Regions from separate parts of the Mus musculus genome. Here region 2 is linked to region 1. Evidence: chromatin contacts called from public HiChIP or PLAC-seq data. All regions are on one chromosome and are shown on one strand. The core of a region is the stretch at or near the end of the contact, and the rest is flanking DNA. Distances in the headings are between cores, read along the strand shown.

What was found. HiChIP or PLAC-seq counts read pairs in DNA pulled down with a chosen protein or histone mark.
Region 2: a contact with region 1 is called in an H3K4me3 HiChIP or PLAC-seq map of embryonic basal ganglia, with 2.6 times the contacts expected there. The contact joins two enhancer-like sites. A contact is called at or near these places in 1 of 39 promoter capture datasets (embryonic stem cells) and 5 of 115 datasets of contacts at active chromatin or transcription factors (embryonic basal ganglia, embryonic hindbrain, embryonic stem cells and 1 more).

What each region holds. Positions count from the first base shown.
Region 1 is chr5:92,697,311-92,700,677 of GRCm38.p6, forward strand. The region is part of intron 1 of Shroom3 (shroom family member 3); the gene reads left to right. Among named protein-coding and RNA genes, the nearest start is that of Shroom3, 16 kb to the left of the region's middle. Within about 2 kb of position 2,016, at least 77 of the 459 cell types and tissues checked have an H3K27ac peak or open chromatin away from gene starts, as enhancers often do. A contact at or near this core is called in embryonic basal ganglia and stem cell-derived neural progenitor cells, where this site is marked.
Region 2 is chr5:92,904,370-92,907,480 of GRCm38.p6, forward strand. The region is part of intron 2 of Shroom3 (shroom family member 3); the gene reads left to right. Among named protein-coding and RNA genes, the nearest start is that of Gm36764, 100 kb to the right of the region's middle. Within about 2 kb of position 1,297, at least 139 of the 459 cell types and tissues checked have an H3K27ac peak or open chromatin away from gene starts, as enhancers often do. A contact at or near this core is called in embryonic basal ganglia and stem cell-derived neural progenitor cells, where this site is marked.

The DNA.
Region 1 (3,367 bases), core at 766-3,265:
GCTGCCTTGGTGGGCTGGAGAAATGGCTCAGCAGTTAAGAGCACTGAGGTGCTCTTCCAGAGGTCCTGAGTTCAATTCCCAGCAACCACATGGTGGCTCACAATCATGGGATATGATGCCTTCTCACACCATACAAAAGGTAGTAGGGAGCTGTTAAGGAAAAGGAAGGAGAGGGTAAGGGGGTGAATATGGCCAAATACATGACATACTTCAATGCAAATGTCCTGGTGAGGCCCTTCACTTTGTACAATGATATACACTAATAAATAGAAAATTTGGGGCTGGAGCGATGGCTCAGCAGTTAAGAGAACACACTGCTCTTTCAGAGGATCAGAGTTCAGTTCCCAGCACCCACATCCAGCAGATCACACCTTCCTGCCACATGCACATGGACATACATACATGCTGATACTCACATGTATGGAGTACATTAAAAAGTAATGCAATCCTTACAATGTAAAACCCGTGACCTATATTTAAAGATACATCCATAGAAGGACTTAACTGCCTATGGACTCACAATTTCATGCTAACCAATAAGTGTAAAAAGATCCAAATGGCCATCGGCTGTATAAACAAAATGTAATATAGAACGCAATGGAATACAACTTGTCAGGAAAGAGGAACTGGATATGGTGAGATATATATGTTACAAGATGGACGGACCTCAAAGACCTGATGCTTGCTGAAAGAAGCCAGCACAAAAGAACATGCAACCCAGAAAAGGCAAATCCAAGGACACACAGTAGATCAATGGGGGCCTAAGATGGGGGAGAGGGAGCTGGGGTGGAGTTAGGAATGGAATAGTATACCTACCTACCTACCTACCTACCTACAAGGCTTCCCCTTCCTTCCTTCCTTCCTTCCTTCCTTCCTTCCTTCCTTCCTTCCTTCCTTTTTTAATACTGGGTGTTGAACCCAGGGCTATCCTCCCAGCTAGCACTAATAGCAAACTTGCTGATGATGCTGTGTCTGTGAAGAAGTTAGAACCAAAAGAATCTGGTCCTTAAGCCTTGTGTGCATCATGACTCAGCATCTCTGAAGGCAAACAGGATGCAAGGCTCTGCCTGGGCAACGTTTTCCTCCACTGAATTTTTTTGGGGGGCGGGGGGGGGTCTTCATATACGGGTCCAACCCGATCCCTATTTAGTGAATGAGGCCTGACAGAAAGCTGAATAAAAAGCTCCCCGCTCCCCACCGGAGCGCTGTCACAGCGCCTCAACCTAGGCTCTGGGGGAACTTTGGCAAGCGGAAGAATCCTTTGTCTTCAGACTGAGACAAGAGGGGGAAAAAATCCCAAGTATTCAGCTGTGTAGCATCACTCAAGCATGGCTTAATGGGGAAGGTCTAATGAGGAATGTAGTCTTTGAAAACGCTCGCGTTGAAAACCTCCCAGTGCATTCTCACTGTACGGCGCTACATGATTATAATGAACAGGATTCAAACAGCAGCTACAGATTAGGTTACCATCCCACCCAGTTTAGCCAGTCACAGATGCTGCGTTTTCTTTACTGGCAGTGTTCAAGGAGACTTTGGTCTGTTACTACAATTCCATGCATTAGAGAAAACACCCCCATTCTTCACGGGTTCTATAGAGGTTACAGGAATAAGAATAAAAGGCAGTTTTAAACTACCAAGTGAATCACTGCCGGGCAGCCCCCACCCCCACCTTCTCTCTGGCTGTTGACCTCTGAATACATTCCTGCTCCAGAGCTTAACCCAACTTTCACAGGAGCCGGTCTAAAGCGGGTTTTGAATTTGCACAGATTTCCAGCAGGTACCATTTCTGTATCACCGTATGATTTCTTCTCCAGTTACTTCAAAAGCGTTCATCTCCTACACTGTGTCTCATGGCTGGCAAACGTACTTATAGTTTTAAAAAAGGAAGGAAGGGGTGGGGAACTGGGGAGATACGAGCATGAGGACCAGAGTTCGGACCTCCCGGACCTGTGTAGAGCCAGATGCAGTTGATGCATGCGCAATCACGCAATCACCGCATTCCTACAGCAAGATGGGGAGTGGAGGAGGAGGAGGCAGCATCCCCGGACGCTTGCAAGTCTGCTAGCCTGGCATATACAGAGGCAGACGACAGAGACCCTGTGTGAAACAAAGGAGGAGGGGCATCCAAGGTTGTCCTCTGACCTCTACATATGCAATGTGAGACTTTCATACATACGTACACATCATACACACACACACACACACACATAAACACAGAGGACTCAGATTTTATCTTTGCTGGTACCAGAATTATCTAAATCTATTTATGCTTTCATTCATTAAAATGAAAGTTGTGTTGGTCCGGGGATGTAGCTCAATGATAGAGTGCTTTCCTCCCTGGGTGAAGTTTGAGTTCGGTTCTCAGCACCATGTGGGTATGTGGGTGGGTTAATGAGAAGGAGGAGGAGGAAAATAAACATTTTTTTCATCTTATATTAAATTCTTATCCTTAGAGTAGGCCTACTCTTATTTTTTTCTTTTGTTTCATGCTTTCATTGGCTAGTTAAATTATTTTATTTAAAGTGTCGCACTTAAGCATGACTTACGTGCAGTAAAACATGCAAATGTACAGTTGCAGTTTATTTATTTATTTATTTATTTATTTATTTATTTATATTTTGTTTTTTGTTGTTGTTTGATTGTTGAGCCAGGATTTCTGTGTAGCCCTGACTGTCTTAGAACTCAACACTGTTGGCCAGGCTGCTGCCCTCAGGCTCAGAGAGAGTCACCTGCCTCTGCCTCCCAATTGCTGGGATCTAACATGTGCACCAGCGCTGTCCAGCAAGATTACAGCTTATCGTTGCTAATACAAAGTGCCTGATAAAGCACTGAAAGAAGCAAGACTTCCCTCTGGCTCACAGTTGAAGATTCAGCCCATGATGGGGCGGGGGGTGGGGTGGTGGTGGTGGTGGTGGTGGTGGTGGCATGGTAGCTTTCCTTGGAGTTTCCATGCTTGGGTTTCAGGTTGCTTCTTTCTGTGGTCTCTCTTTGGGTATTCACTTGCCTGGCCAGTCAGATCAGATTACCAACCATCTTCATGGCCTCGTTATAATTTAATTCTTTTAAGGCTTCAGCTCCAAATATAGTCACATTGGGAGACCATGACAGTTGGAACTTTAAAGCTTTAACGGGATTTTATAACTGCTATGCTCTCTAATTTGCAGGAAATGTGAAATTAGCCAGACAATCACAGAGTTGCCAAAGGCAATTATGAGTCTAGTAGTAAGATTTGTTTAGGGGCTGGAGAGCTGGCTCAGTTGTTAGAATCACTGACTGCACTTCCAGAGGACCTGGGTTTGGTTCCCAGCACATAGTGGCTCATAACTGTCTATAACTCCCGTTACAGGGGATCCAACACCTTCTTCTG
Region 2 (3,111 bases), core at 47-2,546, 210 kb after region 1:
ACACATACACACACACACACACACACACTTTTTTGAGACACTCTTGGTGTATAGTCCAGGCTGGCCTTGAATTCTCCATCCTCCTGTCTCATCCCGTCCAGAGCTGGAACTACAGTTGCGTTCCACCATTCCCGGCTCTGAGTGCGCTGATACTGTCCTCACACCTTGGCAGAGGAGCTCCAAGTAAATTCCAGTAAGCCAGTCCCTCAGCATGAACTGAAACCACAGGGCTTTGACCTAGACCCTGGGGCAGCTGTGGAGGGATCCCTACAGCACAGGCTAAAACAGTTTCCATCCTCCAGGAGAATGGAAGCCAAGGCATGTGTCTCTCGGCATTGCTCTGTAGGAGGAAAAGGTTCAGTAACTTTGTAAATCCAGTAAAACGAAATCCTAGTAGTAGCATGGAACCTGACTATGAAGACCCAGCAGCCAGATGCAGATACAAGTACTGCAGTCAGGGCGGAACTGTGGAGGAAGGCTGCTTACTGGCTTGCTCTCAGCGGCTCGCTCTCGGCTTGCCTTGTTATACATCCCGGCCGGGATCACCTGCCCAGCGGTGGTGCCTCCCACAGTAGGCGCCTCCCACATCCATCATTTATCAACAATATGCCCACAGACATGCCCACAGTCCAACCTGATGGAATCTGATGGAGGCAATTTCCCAGTCGAGGGTCCCTCTTCCCAGGAGATGCCAGCTTGAGTTAAGCTGACAAAAGCCAATCAGCACAGGACACTGTTACTATCTCCCGCACCCCAGCCTTCATCTCGAATGTTAAGCTGGGTACTTGGAATTACAACTGTTTCTCCTTCGTAAGGTAGAGTTCCCTAGACACCTGGAATCTCAGGGCTGCTTCAGCTACCTAAGGGGCATCTATCTGCCCGACACCAGCAGCATGTACAGGGAGCGGGCAGCTCTGACCACAGACAGGAGCTTCCTGGTGAAGGGAGGGCCCTTTGCAAAGTGTGGTCCGTGGCTCTGTATTGGTGGAAACGTCACCGTGTACCTTCTCCGGGGTTCCAAACTGACTGTATTATCTCAGTAGTCGATAGGCATTTTAGGACACTACACACTGAATAGGGGAAAAAAATGTTAAAGAGGGCCCTACAAGATTAGCACCCTCAGGCTGCCCTGCCGCCCTTGAGGCCTTTGGGGCTTGACTGTGGGCAGGCCCTGACTAAGCCTCAGTCTCACAACAGTAGGCTTGGCTGTTGGGAGACCGCAAGACTGAAGTCCCTCTCAGCCTCTTCACTGTCGCCTCCAGTCTTTTCCTCCAACATTCAGGCCTTTGTGTTGGTTCCCATGGTTACCCCTTCCCTACCAGCAGCTGGAATGTGTGGTGAGAGGAGGCTGTCTCCCCTACAGAGCCAGGGCCGGCCAGGGCGGAGGCCAGTGATGCACAGCTGGATTCGTGAAGTGGGGTCACAGCCCAGTACCTCCCCTTTGTCCTGGATTCTGTACTTTTCCCAGGCTTGACACGTCAGGGTTGCAGCAGGAGGAGACCCTCGGGCTGACAGACAGCTAGCTCCCAGGGTATTTCCTGCCCCAGCCTGGCCTGGCTGACTGTCGGTACCCTGTCTTCTAAGGCAACTCCCTCTTGTGTGCTAATGCCTAGTGTGTGGAAGGCCCCGTTTCTGCCCAGCCAGGCTAATGATCATAGGCCTCCCTACCTGCTCTCCTGTGCACTTTTATATCCCAAAACTGACTGTCTGGTTGGTACTGATGGGGCCAGGACCTGGTACCCAAGACAGGTGTTGCTTCCAGCCTGGAAGAAGACCAGGCAGGTCCCAGAAACCCAGGAGAGTGTGGCAACTGGCAGTCACAGATGGGAACAGAACTAGTGCAGTTTGTCCCTGAGCTTTCTTGGAACACTGGAAGCTTCCTCAGTCTCTCGTCACCTGGCACCATTTGTGTCTTCGGGTGGAGGTTAAGTTGCTGGTGGTGAGGGAAGGGAAGAAAGTCAGAAATCACCCACATCAGCTCTGCCAGAGGAGTCCGAAGGCTCTTCTAGAGCAGCGGTTCTCAACCTTCGTAATGCTGCGACCCTTTAATACAGTGGTGGTGACCTGCAATCATATAATTATTTCATTGCTACTTCATAACTGTCATTTTGCTACTGTTATGAGTCATAAGATAAATATCAGGATACAGGATATCTGACATGGGGACCTCTGTGACCTCAGGAGTCATTTGACCCCAAAAGGGGTTGTGACTCCTGGGTTGAGAACTACTGATGTAGCATAAGACAGTGCTTTTTAAGGGAACTTTCTGCCCTATAGGTCCCTAAGGAAGCCTATAGGGCAGTGGCCCAATGGGAAAAGGTAGTTAAGGCATCCTTGGGGGCTTGCTGTAGCTTAGGCTCTGTATTTTACCATCTCTTTGTGATCCTAAATACGTTAAGTACCCCGTGTTTCAGTCGCCTGCAACACTCCCTAGATCATTGCAAAGATTAAATTTGCTAGGTAAAAAGACTTTGTAGAACATACAGCAGCACTCAGGTGCCAGTTGTAATATTTTCAAGTGGTACTTTGAGAATTGCTGGACCAGACCGAGGCCACAGATTCATCTGTCCTGCTGTGTGTTATGTGGGCCAAATGTCCCTTATTAGAAATGACTGGGGGGGAGCGGGGAGGGCAGTTGGAGAGATGGCTGTCCTACCAGAGGTCCTGAGTTCAATTCCCAGCAACCACATGGTGGCTCACAAGCATTGTAATGGGATCTGATGCCCTCTTCTGGTGTGTCTGAAGATAGTAACACTGTACTCACATATATAAAACAAATCTTTAAAACAAAAAAGAGAAATGACAGGGGTTTGGATGTGGTGGCACACATCTTTACCCTCAGCACACAGGAGGTAGAGTTGGGTTGGTCTCTGTGGTCAGAAAAATTTGAGTTTGAGAACAATTTTGGTTTTCAGATTAGGATGTGCTACCTGTGTCTTGTCAGTGGACCACAAAGTTTCAGCACACAGGGACACCCAAAGTCAGACAGAGGGCATCCTAGCCCATGTCACACTTTCCATAGTAATGAAGAGTACAAATATTGGACACAAGTAGAAAGGCACAGTCACACCGTGAGAATGTGTATGCTGGTTAGCTTTTTGCATTCTGTCT